Linked DNA regions of Mus musculus: all the other regions are linked to region 3. A link is a contact called in public Hi-C, HiChIP or PLAC-seq and promoter capture Hi-C data. All regions are on one chromosome and are shown on one strand. Each heading gives the region's core, a stretch centred on a gene start, on an enhancer-like site or on the middle of the called end of the contact. The rest is flanking DNA. Distances are from core to core; before and after follow the strand shown. Region 1 holds the start of 4930479H17Rik (a long non-coding RNA gene). Region 2 holds the start of Lin37 (lin-37 homolog (C. elegans)). Region 3 holds the start of Gramd1a (GRAM domain containing 1A). Region 4 holds the start of Alkbh6 (alkB homolog 6). Region 5 holds the start of Hcst (hematopoietic cell signal transducer).

What was found. Hi-C and Micro-C count contacts between places; a contact is called where the count stands out from the background. HiChIP or PLAC-seq counts read pairs in DNA pulled down with a chosen protein or histone mark. Capture Hi-C pulls out chosen DNA fragments and counts their contacts.
Region 1: a contact with region 3 is called in an HNF4G HiChIP or PLAC-seq map of pancreatic cancer cells. The contact joins the promoter of 4930479H17Rik here to the promoter of Gramd1a in region 3. A contact is called at or near these places in 1 of 39 promoter capture datasets (pre-B cells) and 2 of 115 datasets of contacts at active chromatin or transcription factors (bone marrow-derived macrophages and pancreatic cancer cells).
Region 2: a contact with region 3 is called in a promoter capture Hi-C map of adipose tissue. The contact joins the promoter of Lin37 here to the promoter of Gramd1a in region 3. A contact is called at or near these places in 1 of 39 promoter capture datasets (cranial neural crest), 3 of 484 Hi-C or Micro-C datasets (CD4 T cells, the G1E-ER4 cell line and uterus), 1 of 115 datasets of contacts at active chromatin or transcription factors (memory CD8 T cells) and 2 of 9 other capture datasets (adipose tissue and liver).
Region 4: a FOXA1 HiChIP or PLAC-seq map of pancreatic cancer cells shows a contact between it and region 3. The contact joins the promoter of Alkbh6 here to the promoter of Gramd1a in region 3. A contact is called at or near these places in 1 of 39 promoter capture datasets (pre-B cells) and 1 of 115 datasets of contacts at active chromatin or transcription factors (pancreatic cancer cells).
Region 5: a contact with region 3 is called in a Hi-C map of CD8 T cells, with 3 times the contacts expected there. The contact joins the promoter of Hcst here to the promoter of Gramd1a in region 3. A contact is called at or near these places in 1 of 39 promoter capture datasets (neutrophils), 2 of 484 Hi-C or Micro-C datasets (CD8 T cells and natural killer cells), 1 of 115 datasets of contacts at active chromatin or transcription factors (pro-B cells) and 1 of 9 other capture datasets (liver).

The regions. Positions count from the first base shown.
Region 1 is chr7:30,352,524-30,355,223 of GRCm38.p6, reverse strand. It overlaps 4930479H17Rik (a long non-coding RNA gene), which reads left to right and starts at 1,278. Exons shown (of 3, transcript XR_881936.2): 1 at 1,278-1,973.
Region 2 is chr7:30,558,387-30,561,086 of GRCm38.p6, reverse strand. Lin37 (lin-37 homolog (C. elegans)) reads left to right here and starts at 1,441. Exons shown (of 9, transcript NM_029377.2): 1 at 1,441-1,645. The coding sequence starts at 1,612.
Region 3 is chr7:31,149,921-31,152,645 of GRCm38.p6, reverse strand. Gramd1a (GRAM domain containing 1A) reads left to right here and starts at 1,475. Exons shown (of 19, transcript NM_027898.4): 1 at 1,475-1,750. The coding sequence starts at 1,743.
Region 4 is chr7:30,307,261-30,310,137 of GRCm38.p6, reverse strand. It overlaps Alkbh6 (alkB homolog 6), which reads right to left and starts at 1,385. Exons shown (of 7, transcript NM_198027.3): 1 at 1,304-1,385; 2 at 579-657; 3 at 84-152. The coding sequence starts at 632. It overlaps Clip3 (CAP-GLY domain containing linker protein 3), which reads right to left. Exons shown (of 14, transcript NM_001360763.1): 14 at 1,771-2,877.
Region 5 is chr7:30,418,492-30,421,191 of GRCm38.p6, reverse strand. Hcst (hematopoietic cell signal transducer) reads left to right here and starts at 1,338. Exons shown (of 4, transcript NM_011827.3): 1 at 1,338-1,488; 2 at 2,550-2,573. The coding sequence starts at 1,446.

The DNA of each region.
Region 1 (2,700 bases), core at 29-2,528, 800 kb after region 3:
TAGCCATACTCCAGAATACAGAGTTGAGGGATGCCCAGGGGGTTGTGTGCCCCCCCCACCACCGAAGAGGAACCTGAAGTATAGTTCAGGGAAGGCTTCCTGGAAGAGGAGGGATGTAATCTAAGTAGCATATCTGAAGGAGAGCATTGGGCAAAGAGCAGAAGGGAAGGCTCCAGGTGGAGGGCATAACATGAACAAAGGCTGGGTATTACCAGGCATTGGGTTGCTGCGGTACTGGTGAGGTGGGAGGGGCCAGCATCTGAGTGAGGTGCTCATGATGGCTAGCCACGGAGGATTTCATGCCTGGGGGCCGAGTGGGGGAGGTTGTGGGTGGGTTTCTAGTGCTTCTTGAGGGAGGTGAACCAGAGGCAAGGAATCCGTGGGAAGCCAATGTAGGGGTGAGGGTGGGTCAGGACCAACTTCAACCAGGGAAACATTGGAAGAGAAGAGTGGATGACACAGCCATTCAGGAAAGTGAGCAGATGGATCACAGTGCTCAGAGACCATGAGGGAGGGGCTTATCTAGAGTGATGCTCTGGGCTCTGGCCAGGGGAAAGTCCTCCAGGCTGCCCTGGCTGAGGACGAGGGAGCAGGGGCACAGCAGAGATGCTCTGTGGTCAGGGTGGGACTCTGCAGATGAGGGACCAGGGGAGGGCGAGTGGGGAGGGGAGATGGAGACGTTGGAGCCAAGGATAGAAAGCAGGGCTTAGCAGACAGAGTATCCCACCCCTATCATCCTCACACCTCAGGAGACAGAGGCAGGAGACCAGTAGTTCAAAAGCTGACACTTCAGCATGAGACCCATCCCCCCCCCAAAAAAAACCCAAAAGAATCTGGGAGCAGTCGCAAGATTGAACCATCTACTGGGGTTTCAGTCTTTAAGGTAGAAACGGAAAGCTTTTGGCAGCTGCACATGGAGGTGAAGGTGAAAAATGTCCCAAGAGACTGGTGTGTTTGCTAGGGGAAAGGTTACAGTGGGGGGTTGGGGGGTGGAGAGTCAGTGCCACATTGAACCAATCTAGCAGATATGAGTGTGGACAGGGACTGAGCCCTGGTTCAGCGTGAGTCAGAGCACTTGGCCTCATGTCTTTCCTGAGCTGGTCCCCACTGTGTCACTGCCCGGGGCCCCCTCACACAAGTGTCCTGGAAGTTTATAGGATCAGACACTGGGCATGGAAAAGGCCAGGCCTCATTAGAGGTGCAGGAATGGGGTCAACAGCAAGAATAGCACCCCCCCCATGCAAGTAGCTTCTCTGATGGCAGCAGGGGGGGGGCGGAGCAGGGGGGGGGGACGGGGAAGGGCCTGTCAGTCACCTGAGGTAAGATGATGTTAGGATCAGGGTGAAGACAGGCTAAGAGTAAACTGGAATTCTCTCGGTTTGGTACAAAGAATGTTCTGGTGAGATGACAGAACCTATTTTTCATGGTGGAACTTGAGACCTTCAAAATGCCCACCATTAACCATGGAGATGAGGCACTCAGCTCCCCAGTCCTGCAGCATCCCGAGGTCCTTTGTCATTTTGTTACTCTCGAGTAGCTAAGATCATGTGAGGCTATCAACAAATCACAGCATAAGCCTTGGGCCATGGGAGTTAGCAAGTGGGAAGGCTGGCTCAGTGCCACCTAGGAAATACCCACTCCCACCTTAAGGGGGAGCCAGAGTGCACCGTTCATAAACCTGTTGTTAAAATTTGAACTGTGTGCTAGGTCATGGGGCAGATTCGGGTACAAGTCCTGCCCTGCCCTGCCCTGCCCTGCCCTGCCCTGCCCTGCCCTGCCCTGCCCTGCCCTGCCCTGCCCTGCCCTGCCCTGCCCTGGCAGCATTTGTGACACGCACAAATGTTAAATAGGGATGTGTAGGCAGCAGAGGTGGATTTGACTCCAGCTGAGGAGTTAAGTCCCAAGCCGAGGCTGGAGGTAATTAGCAAGCAGTGGGAACAGTGTTCAGTGGACATGGAACGGCATATGATAAGGTATGCATTGTGAGAAAAAGGGAGAGGGAGGGAAGCCAGAGGTGAGATGGAGTGAGGGAAGGGAATTGTCATAATATCAGGCAGGAAGCGGGCGATGTAAAAGCCCTGTAAATTCACCAGAGGAGGGAGGATTCCATTCTAACTGACATGAGAAACCACTGAAGGTTCCTTCTGTCTTGTTTTCTTTGAGTTGGGGTTCTCACAACATTAGCCCCAGTTTGGATTCATTGTCTAGCTCAGGTTTCCTGACCTCACTCATGACCCTTCTGCCTGGGCCTCCTGAGCCCAAGGATCACAGGCGTGCACCGTCACTCCTGGCCACTGGAGGATCCCGGGCTATGAGGATCTTCCCGGATCTCAAGGAAGCTCCCATGGCAGATTTTGTGTGTGTGGAGGGCCAAGGGGAAGCACGGGGAAACTGAGGAGGAAGACACTGCAACAGTTCTGGCAGAAGGCTGTCTTAGACCAGGCTAGACCTGAGCTGACATCAATGACAGCAGCAGGCTCCTCCTTTCCTACCCCGAAGAGGACAGTGTGAACTACTAGCAGCTGGTCCAGAAGAGAGGGAAGGAAGGTTGTAGAAAGTAGGGGAAGAGGGGGAGGCCCGGGTCTCCAATCCCAGGATCCATCCCATAGAGCTGATTTGTCTGTAGGAAGAAGTGACCTTTGGCAAGCCAAGTACAAGGCAGCCAGCAGATAGAGGCCAAAAGAGGCTGAGGCTGTTGAG
Region 2 (2,700 bases), core at 192-2,691, 590 kb after region 3:
GTGCGCCGCCACCACCCAGCCTATTCTTTATTCTTGATTTAGTTTTGTGTGTGTGTGTGTGTGTACTTTTATGTAGTGCCCATGGGAACCAGAAGAGGACATCAGCATCCTCTAGAACTGCAATTATACATGGTTGTTAGACACCATGTGAATCCCCTTAACTACTGCGCTCAACAAGTGAGCAAGCCCTTTCTCTGGCATCTTGATCTTCTCATTTAAAATTTCATGGCCAGTCAGTGGTGGTGCACGTCTTTTATCCCAGCACTTGGGAGGCAGAGGCAGGCAGATTTCTGAGTTCGAGGCCAGCCTGGTCTACAAAGTGAGTTCCAGGACAGCCAGGGCTACACAGAGAAACCCTGTCTCAAAAATAAATAAATAAATATTTCATGATTTTGGTGGCTTATGTCTGAAACCACAGCACTTGGGAAGCAGAGGCATGGTGGATTTCTGTGACTTCCAGGCCAGCTGGGGTTTGTAGTGATACCCTGTGTCAACATAATTTCAGCAAAGAGTCTAGTGAGATAACTCAATGGTAGGGACACTTGCTGCCAGTCATGACCTGCGTTTGATCCTCAAATCCTGTAAGTGATCTGACTGCTACAGGTGTGCCCCACCCCCCAATAAGTTAAGAAAAGCATATACCCAACAGGTTGTTGTGTTAATCACACACTGGGGAGGCTGAGGCAGGAGGCCTTCCGGGAGTTCAGAGACAGCTTGGGTCACATACATAATGAGCTTCAGGCTAGACTGAGCCAGAGTGAGGCAATAAATAAATAATGATAAAGTCTCAGTCCCCACTTTGATGTTCCCTATTGAGTATTTTTACATATTTGTGTGTTCCCATTACATTTCACTTAGAATTTTTGGCTTGTTTATTGACTATCGTCTATCCTCTACACGATAAGACACATTCTCAGCAAGGATTTTTGCCTGTTTTGCTCGTTAAAGCGTCCTCACTATGTGGATGAGTACCCAGCGCTTTTAGTATTTAAATGAAAGAGAGTTAGCTGAGAAATACACCTAGCGAGCTCTCTGTCAGAAAGGATCCAGTCCGTCTCCAGAATGATCTTCCTGTGAAGGATGTCAGTGACTATGATAGTTACTTAGGAGCTGGAAATAGGTTTAGTGGCAATACTAAAATATAACACTACAAATCCCGAAAAGCCTTGGGATGTCTGAGTCTTTGCTTCCCATAGTGCTCCTTGCGGCGCAGGCGCATTACCTCCGTCTTGAGCCTCGGAAGTTTGAATCACAACCCCCACCTCCGCCCCCCAGGTGCCTGGCTTGTCGTTGGTTTGTTTCCGGATACAGGGCCTCGGGAAGGTGGAGCCTAAGGCTGGGAGCCAATAGTACAGGCTGTCAATTGGCCAGCAAATGAAATTGACGTTTTCATCAACTAGTGGGAAAAAGCAGTTGCCAAAGGGTCCCGCCTACAGAAGGGGAAGAAGGGAAGTGGCCGCCAAGGCAGTCGCGGCTGGACAGTGCTCAGGCCCGAGGACCAGTGGTGCCCAGACTTACCTTTGACCTTTCCCTGCCCGCCTTCCGCCTAGCTTTTGAACCACACCTCCTCCAAGTTTTTCTGATCCAGCGCATTAGACCTGCACCCAAATCATGTTCCCGGTAAAGGTGAAAGTGGAGAAATCAGGTGAGGACTGGGGATCCAGGAGAGATATGTTAATAGTGAAAAAGCGGAGTACGCGACATCTCTCTGCAGCCCATATGACAGGATCCTCTAAAAAGGGTCCTTTTCTTTTTCTACCTCACTTTCCCCATTTCTGACAGTGGGCATGAGTCATCAATTGTGGAGTGTCCCTGAATCAATCCTCACTGGCTGTGCATTCCAATAACGCTAGGGTGTAGGGTGATAAATAGACAAGGTGGGAGGAGTGGCAGGGTGTAGGAAGGAAGCGGGCAGCAGAGCAGCTAGGGCGACTGCAGCCGTGAGGAAACGGAGGCAGAGAGATGGGAGGGGAGGAGGACAGATCTGTGGGTTCTGGGAAGGGACTTTCGACTTTTCCTTTGAGGGAAGTGGGTAGTCTAGGGAGGTTTTTGAAGAAGGAGTGAGTTGGTAAAGGTACACCCCAAAGTGCAAAAAAACAAACAAACAACAACAACAAAGCTTGAGTGGACATCCTCAGAGATGCAGTGAGTGGAGAGAGGGCTGTTCGTGTTGGCAGCTGCCTTTATTCCCAGGGCATGGAGAACAGAGACAAACGGATCTCTGAAGTCAAGGCCAGTTTGACCTACTTAGCAAACAACATGCCAACCCAAGGCTATATAGTGAAGAACTGGGGGTGGGAGGAGAGAAATATATATAGTGGAGGGAGCCTCACTACAACTATGCAGGTAGGACAAGGGTGGGTTTGGAAACGCCAGACTGAGTACAGACCCCATTTTCTGGAGTCAGGATTGAAGACTCCTTGAGGGTTCTGTGCTGGAGAAGATCAAAGCCACGTTGTGTTGTCTGTCTGTCTTTGTATTTTTTCTTTCTTTTGCTTATTGTTTGAGAGAGGATCTTTCATTGCTGAGGCTGACCTTGAAACTCTTGATCCTCCTACCTCAGCCTCCAGAGTGCTGGGATAGCAGACATATGCTATTATGCCCAGTAGGCTTGGCTTTCTTTTAGGAAGGTTCTTTTGTCTGCATTATAAAAGGAGGTGGATCAGAAAAGATGACAGAGGCTAGGCGCTGGGTGGGAGG
Region 3 (2,725 bases), core at 226-2,725:
TAATGAGGCTTTTTATGCATACTGAACCTCTTATGTCTTATGGTGAGGACACAGATGGCCATTATACACTTTTATTTGAAATGAATATTCACTAAGTAAAAATGTAAAAATTTGTGCGGTTGGTGGTTCCTGCCTGTAATCCCAGCATTTAGGAGGCTGAGGCAAGTTCATAAATTCGAGCCCTGACTCAGCTACATACTGAGGTTTGAGGCCAGCCCAGGCTATATAATGATATCCAACCCACCCAAGCCCTCACCACCGAAGTAAATGTCTTTCTAAGAGTAAACAAGCTACGGACGTATAAAAAGAGCAACACAGAAAGATGGAAGGCAGCCATGCAAGAAGAGCGAGCTTCCTCCTGTGGAAGGGATAGCAGTGCAAAGGTCCTGAGGCCGGAGGCAGGTGGGATGAGCAGGGGGGTAGATTGACACCTGGGATAATCAACCAGGAGGCTAAGGAGGAACCAGTTAGACAGACAGGTGGAAGGGGCCCAATCAGGAGGGCTCTGGACACCAAGATGAGCACTTTTTTTTTTAAAACAAGGAATGAGGTGGAGCCAGGGTAGGGCTTGAAGCCAAGAGGCCTCTGGCCAGACTTGGCGATTCACAGGCTAGAGCTCTGGCTGTAAGTGGTAACAGAGCGGGATAGGAATGGAAACCAAACAAGGTGGGACTGGGCCTACTGTAGCTGGACAAGAGGCTGAAGGCCGAAGAGGGGTGGGGAGAAATCCCTGGGCTGGGTCCCAAAGCCAGAGGCTCGTTCACATTGTGTTCTCCAACAAGGACGACAACCACGCCTGGCTTGCAGAGGTGGGTGCAGGGCTGGCTGGCACAAGAACTCGTCCTACACTGCAATGTATGGTCATTTCCCGTCCTGAGGCTCGGCAGGCTTCCCAGTATCAAAAACGCTGATGAGCCCTGCCCCTGTGCTGTTCTGGGGGAAACCCCTTGCCTGGGAGCAGGGGGCTCCCCAGGCCTGAGGGACTTGCCCAAGCGCACACAGCACTGCTAGGAGCCGGGTGGGCTGGAATCTGACGTGGTCTGCACGATTAGGCTGGGGAAGTCTCCATACACACGCGCGCGCGGAAAAGTGAACGCTTCTAAGGCAGGAACTGAGGTTCTGAGGCTGGGTGGGGAGAACGGGAAGAGGCTTTCCACCCTCCAGCTGTGGTTCCCCGACCCCACCCCCAGACTTCCGCCCCAGGCCAGTTCTTCCCAGCATCAGCCTGTCACCCACCTCCATCCCACTTCTCAGAGACTCTTCTGGGTCCAGGGGAGAAGCCCAGGGTGTTTAAACTTGTTTGCTCATTTGTTTTGAAGACAAATTCTCACTCTGCATTCCAGTGGCCTGGAATTCATTATGTAGCCCAAGCTGGCCTCGAACTCATGCCAATCCTCCTGTCTCAGCCTCTGGGATGTGAGGCGTGCGCTATCACGCCCCGCCCAGGCTGCTCATTTTAAATAAAAATTTTCTTCTGTCTCCCAGCCGGACTCTTTCCCCAGCCATCCTAGGCCTAGGCCCGCGCTCGCGTCCATGTCCCCCTCCCGGCGGGGGCGGCGCCGTGACGCGCGGGGCGGGAGCAGGAAGGGGGTGTCGCTGACGCCGAGGCGGCCTCCGGCGGCTCCGGCCTTTTGTGCGGGTGGCAGGGTCCGGTGGAGGCGGCGGCCGAGGCAGGCGAGGCCCGGGAGGCCCATCTCAGAGCAGCCGGCCGGGTCCTGCCCTGCAGCCGGGGCGCCGCATCCATGTTCGAGTAAGCACCGGGCCTCGGGGTGGGAAGCGGGGACGGTGGTGCGATCGGGCTGCGGCAGAGGGCCGGAGCTGGGTTTCCAAGCTGGTGCATGTAGGAGCGACCCCGCTGGGGACCAGAAGGGGTACACGTGAGGGATTGCAACCTGGCGGCGAGACCCAAGATTGGGGCGTCACTACCGGCCTGGGACGCATATGGGCAGCGGGGAGCTCCTCTAGGCCCTGATCGTCCCCCTACGGGGAGCCCTGACCCAACACCCAGATGAAAGGGCCGCGAGCAGCCCCACCCCCCATCCCCATTACTGGGCAGGCCCCGCAGATCCTCCGGTCGGTGGTCCCCGTTTGTCGTGGGGGCTGGGGAAAAGGAGCTTCTTTGAGCCTGAGATCTCGGCGGGGTGGGGGTCGGGTGTGTTCTGCCCCCCTCCCGCCCCCGCCACTCCTGCCTGGTCACCTGTGCCTGCGGGTTTCCGTTTGTGATTGTGCTCAGCGTGGTGTGTGTGTGTGTGTGTGTGTATGTGTGTGTGTGTGTGTGTGTGTAACAGCTGGGATTCTTTGGGGCAATGTTGTGTGGCTGTCTGTATGTTATCTATCATCTTCTGTGTGATGGCTACCACCCAGGTCGAGTGCATCTGGTGCTCTTGGACCCACTGTGGTTGTGTGTGAGACGTGTCTCATTTTCTTTGTGGCACCGTGTGCAAATCACACATTCTGAGCTTGTGCCTCATTGTGACTTGTACAGCATTCCGCTTCAGTCTCTTGGCTGACTGTACCTATAATTCACCATGAATTACGTCTGTGAGTTACCTCCGTGAGCTCTCATTGTGATTTGAGTATGTGTGCATGTGGTTGGGGCTCAGCTGCTGTGCGCCTGACATCCACATTTGGATGTCTTTTGGTTCCGTGAACAAGTAGAAATTGCATGTGTCTACCGGTGACAGTGTGGTGTCACTGGGCCCTGTGGGTGGCTCACTTACCTCTG
Region 4 (2,877 bases), core at 136-2,635, 840 kb after region 3:
ATGTTTATGTCATGTGACCACAGAAACAAACACACATACACAAACACACACGCTAAAAATGAGCGAGAGAGAGAAAGAGGTACCTGTCGAAGCAAATATTCCTCTTCTTCCTTGGAGATGAAGTCAGGGACATAGTAGATTAGAGGTGGCGCCTATAAAATTAAGAACTACCGTTGGGACAGTGGTTCTCAACCTGTGGGTCGCGACCCCCTGCTGACCATCACGAAGTACAGACCTTTACATTATGATTCATAAAATAGTTATGAAGTAGCAACAAAGATAATTTTATAGTGGAGGGGAGAATCACCACAACATGAGGAACTATATTAAAGGGTCCCAGCGCTAGCAAGGTTAAGAACAGCTTTGCCCAACACAGGGATCCTATCGTGACTGGGCAACCTTTCCCTTTGGAGAGAGACTTGGGATGGCCTATGAAACTGCATATTGGAAGTGGGGCAGCCGGCTATACTCTGAGGAGAGCTGGGGCAGTCCAACCAAGAGACCCAGGAATGAGTCTGTCACTCCACCCACCTCACACCCATCGTTCCCACATTCCTCTACACCCCAGCCTTTTCAACCTGTTCCACCCTGAAAGGTTCCAGTGCTGGGACCCTGGCGTCCTGCTCCTCCATGGATACCAACTCCTTGTGCGCCGTCCTGTGGGGAGGAGGAAGTCACTAAGCCTCCTATCTTCAAGCTGTGACCAGCCTTCCTTCCAGCCCATTAGGGGCCAGACCCTACCCTCAGACTTCCTATAAACTCCAATCTTCAACGCTGGAGTCTTCAGTTTCTCAAAGCCACCCGAAGATCACTCCCCGTCCCGCGACCCCCATTTCCCAGCCCGGATATCAGCAGTCAGTAAAATCCTCCATCGCTCTGTCCACCGTTGCCCACCAAAGTATACGTGAATCTTCTTCCCAAGCATCACAGAGAACGCGCCCACACATGAAGCCTCTCTCGAATGCAATCGTAAGCACAGGTCCCTCCGAGCCTAAAGACCCTCCCTCCTCTCACCTCGGCTCCTTCACATCTCCCATTCTGAGCTTTCTCAGACTTGTCCACTCCCAGCTTCCTCTTATCTCCCCACTCAGAACCCACTTCAGCACCCTCAGATCTGAGCCAGATTGCCAAAGTTTCTTCCCCTGTAGAACCTCTCAGACCCTGAGTGTCAGGATTCCACACTGAGCCCCCTAGAGCTCTCACCCTGAGTCGCCTTAGACCTCCACATTCAGTCCTTTGGACACTCACTCCTACCGCTCCCCCCGTCCCCAAGACTCCCCTCTCTCCCCAAAATAAATCTGACCGTCTACAGCGTCTTCTCGGATATCCAGACTCAACGCGCGCATCCTCGCACGCCCCCCCTGCCACTTCCGCCAAGCATTACTGACGCAGGAAGGTTTAGACCACTGGGCATACTCAGAGAACCTAAGGGCCCGCCCTCCAGCCTATCCACGCTCTCACTCAGCATCCGCCATCCTCGCTCAGGCATAGGTTGTGTCCTAAACTCAGGCGGGACTTCGCCTGGTTCCTACCAATCAGTACTCCAGAACCTAACAGACCTGCGTGTCCTTGTGGACTCAGTTGAGACCCACAGCGAGGGCGACTGCAGGAAAGGAGCGTGAAGGGCTTAGCCTTCTGCAGGTCAAGTTGTAAGTCCTATGTCACTGACACAGGGACAGGACATTAAACAAACAAACAAACCTTCTGCCATTCTTACCCAGCAAGGGCACAGGGTCAATGCAGTAACCCCCCAGTGACCTGACACAAGAAGGCCATAGAAACGTCTTTATTGAAGAGGACAGGAGTCATGCTGATTTTAGGGACATGCAGTGAAGGGGCAGTCGTGAGCTGTCCTTGGTGGTCAGGGCCCCAGGTCTGCTCTGGACCTATGGGGCCCTCAGGTTCTCCCGCAGGCTGTTGGTCTGGCCCAGGAGCTGTGAAGTCCTTTGGGGCCAATGACTCAGATTTAGTGTCTTGGACCTGTGACCGGAAGGTAGATTGAAGTAGGGACTCCATGACTTGGGGTCCTGTTAGAGCCCTGGGGCCCTGCACATATTAGTAATCAGAGATTTGGGACTTGGGGGTTCCCTTGAAGCTGGGGCCCATGGAATTTGGAGGTTGAGAGATTAGATGATCCATGGACTAAGAGTATTAGAGTCCTCTATCCTTGTTCCAAAGATGGGACTTCCTGTTTGGGGTCTCCTGGTGCCTGGGAGTCAGGTTTGAGATGCCCTGAGAGCCTGGCAACAGGGTCCTTCCTCCCAGTCCTTAGGACCTTGTAGTTGGGGTTTCCTGAGGGCTTGGGATTGGGGTCTTAAGTTTGGGATTCCCTGGGGATTTGAAGATTCTGTTACTTGGGTAGGGAAGTCCTGGGAATTAGAAATTTGGGGTCTTCTAGAGATCGTGGGGCTTGGAGGGATGGGAAATTTGGGGACATATATAATATATATTCTCTCTGGAATTTGAACTCCCCAGAGTTCTAGAATGGGGCCTCCAAATTTGGGGATTTCCCCCCAAAGGGGGGAAGTTATCACTTTAAAAAATAGAGAATTTTCTGGGAGCCTTGGCCAGCACAGGGACTGTGGGCCATGTGGGGTGGGCTTCATACAAGGCACTGGGGGTTTCTCAGGGTACAGAGGGCAGGAAGACTTGCTGTCCTGTAATTCATGCTTCCAGGACGGTTTTGGTGTTTGTAAATTGGGGTGAGTGGGCCGACTAAGTGGGTGTCTTGTTCAGGGGTGAGAACAGGGACTTAAGTGAATGGGGGGCATCTCTGATAAGGAGAGTAGAATATAAGGGCTTTCTGGTGACCTTGGGGTCACAACATTTTGAGGAGACTGATGTTAAATGGGGACAGTGATGTGGCTGGCTATTCTG
Region 5 (2,700 bases), core at 89-2,588, 730 kb after region 3:
ACCTTGAACCCCTCCTGATTCTCTTGCTTCCATTTCCCAAATGTTGGGTTATAGATATTGGAGCCATATCAACTACCAATATTGGCTCTTTTGTTTGTTTTTCAGCCCCAACTCCACCCTACCCCCAGAGACAGAGTCAAACTATGTAGCTCTAGCTGTCCTGAAACTCACCATGTAGACCAGGCTGGCCTTAGAATCCACAGAAATATGCCAGCTTCTGTCTCCAAAGTGCTGGGATTAAGGGCGTGTGCCACTCTGTCTGGTTCCAATATTTGCCTTTTAAAAAAAAGTGTGTGAACTCCCCTGGAGGTGGAAGACCACGTGCTCTGAAGCCTACTGTAGATACCGGCCTTTTTGTGACAGTTATGGGGCCCTAATACAAGTCAAGTACCTTTATCCCAAACCTTCTCCCTACCAACACTTTGTTTTTGAGACAGGGGCTTCCTACATCCAAGTAGCTGGCCTGGCCATGCACCTGCTAAAACAGCCAGGCTAGCCTTGAACTCACAGCCATTTATTTTTTTCCTCACTTGTCTCCCTAGTGCTGGACATACAGGCTTGGGCAATCATGCCTGGCTTACTTATTCACCATTTAAAGAACTCTGCTAACATAAAGGAGACACTTTGCTGGGCACTGGAGATAGAGAGGTGTGAGCCAAACAGGAATTCCCAGTCCACCAGGCAACCAACAATTCTCAGTTCCCACTTGGTGACCTTCCTTGGCATTGAACTGTGATGACCAAATCTCTCCTTCTCTCTTACAACACTGCCGGGGGTTGGGTCTCCCCTCCCTTGCTTCTGCCCTGCCCTCAGCTTCCCTTGCACTCTCTGGCAGTGTGCATGTGTGTGTATCTCTTTAACAATCTCACCCAGTCTATGGCTTTACACGTGTCCTCCAACCATCAACCCTCTCAGATTTACGTGTCAGGACCAGTCTTGTCCCTAGACTCTGAACCCTACCTGTGGGCATTCACATTTCCAGAAAGATCTGTTAGGTATTTTCAACTCAGTGTGCCCAAACACAGGCAGCCCTTCTCTCCCTCCTTAACCAGTGCTTCCTCACTATCTTTCAACCCACTCTCCACTCTTCTAATCTCGCTCAGGCTGGGAACGACAGTCACCATGATCCCCTTTCTCAAACACACCCCCCCTCCTCCCCAAGTGTTGTTGGCTCTACCTCCAGCTTATTTCCATAATCTCCCTGGTGCCCACACCATGGTCCTCTTGCCACTCCACCGAGATGATCACGGAAGCTTCTCTGGGCTCTGACTCCCCCATATTTGTTCTCCAAAGGAAGTCTTGACACACATGCACCCACACAGGAAGTAGGTAGCATTGTCACCATCGGGGTGACATCCGTCCTAGCTGCCTCTCTTCTCCTCTACTGTTCTGAGGACTTCCCTGGACCACAGTTTTGGCCAGATCCCTTCAGGTCCCAGCCCAGCATGGACCCCCCAGGCTACCTCCTGTTCCTGCTTCTGCTCCCAGGTGAAGCCAGTGCTGGGGTTGAGGGGACAGAAAGGCTGCCATCTGCTGTCAGAGGCACAGAGAGGAAGTCGGTCTCCCTGTGCCCCTGAGTCCTTGGGGGTTGGGCATGGGATTCTGAAGCCCTGCTGAGTCACTTCTATTTCCCTTTTCTGGTGGCTGTGGAGGGGGTGGGGGGGGGGAGCTCTCCTTCCAGTTTACCTCTCCACTGTGGAGTTTAGTTAGGTCTTAAGAACAGTGAGAATTTTTGGTTTCTCTAAAAATGTAGTTACGCTATGTGAACACTTTTGTTTTAATCCCAGGTCTGGGATATGGGGCTGCTTAAGATTGCCCGTGGCAGGTGACTATGATTTGTCTCATGCTCTGGCAGGGGTGTGATCCTGCCAGCTGAAGATAGTTTACTTTTGGAATTCTGGGGACTCTTGAGCGGTATAAAGAGGCCAGAGCCCTAGAGGCCGCAACAGTGGCTAGTGCTCCGATTGTTGCCCCTTTTGCTGGATTGCTGGTTAGAGACATCCTAAGAGCTTGTCCCTAGAACTTGACACCCCTAACCAGCAGGAAGTTGTCTAAAGTGGTCTACAACCCCTTCCCCCTCTAATCTTCTTTCTTGCTTACCTGGTGTTAGGGGGGTTGGAAGGGACTGGGATGGAGAAGGGTGCTAGACCCCAGTAAAGTAGCCAAAAAGCATTTAACCACCAGCCATCCAGCAAACAGCCAATGCAGCAACAGCAGGGGGAGGAGCCACAGCCTCCAGGGCTCTGGCATTTTCCCAGCCTCTCAAGAGTCCCCAGAATTCCAGAAGTTAATTAGCTTCAGCTGGCAGAATCACGCCCCTGCCAGAGCACGAGACAAATCATAGCTACCGTGGACAATCTTAAGCATCCCCATATCCCAGACCTGAGATTAAAACAAAGCATGTTCACACAACTGTTTTTCGCTTTTTTTTTTTTTAAGAAGCCAAAATTCACACTACACTCAAGCATCCCACCTGCCCTAAGCCTGGGTGTTGGGGTTTGCTCCCCTGTACTTCCAACCTCCATCCACCTTCTTGGGTTTTTCCACAGTGGCTGCAAGTCAGACATCGGCAGGTGAGGAATGAAAGAAGCCTTAGCCCTTGTAACTTCAGCAGCGCCTGCAACCCTTAAGTCTGTCCCACAGCACGCCCCTGGCTTGTGACGATCCTAATCTCAGAGCCCTTCCCAGGTCCCATCTTGA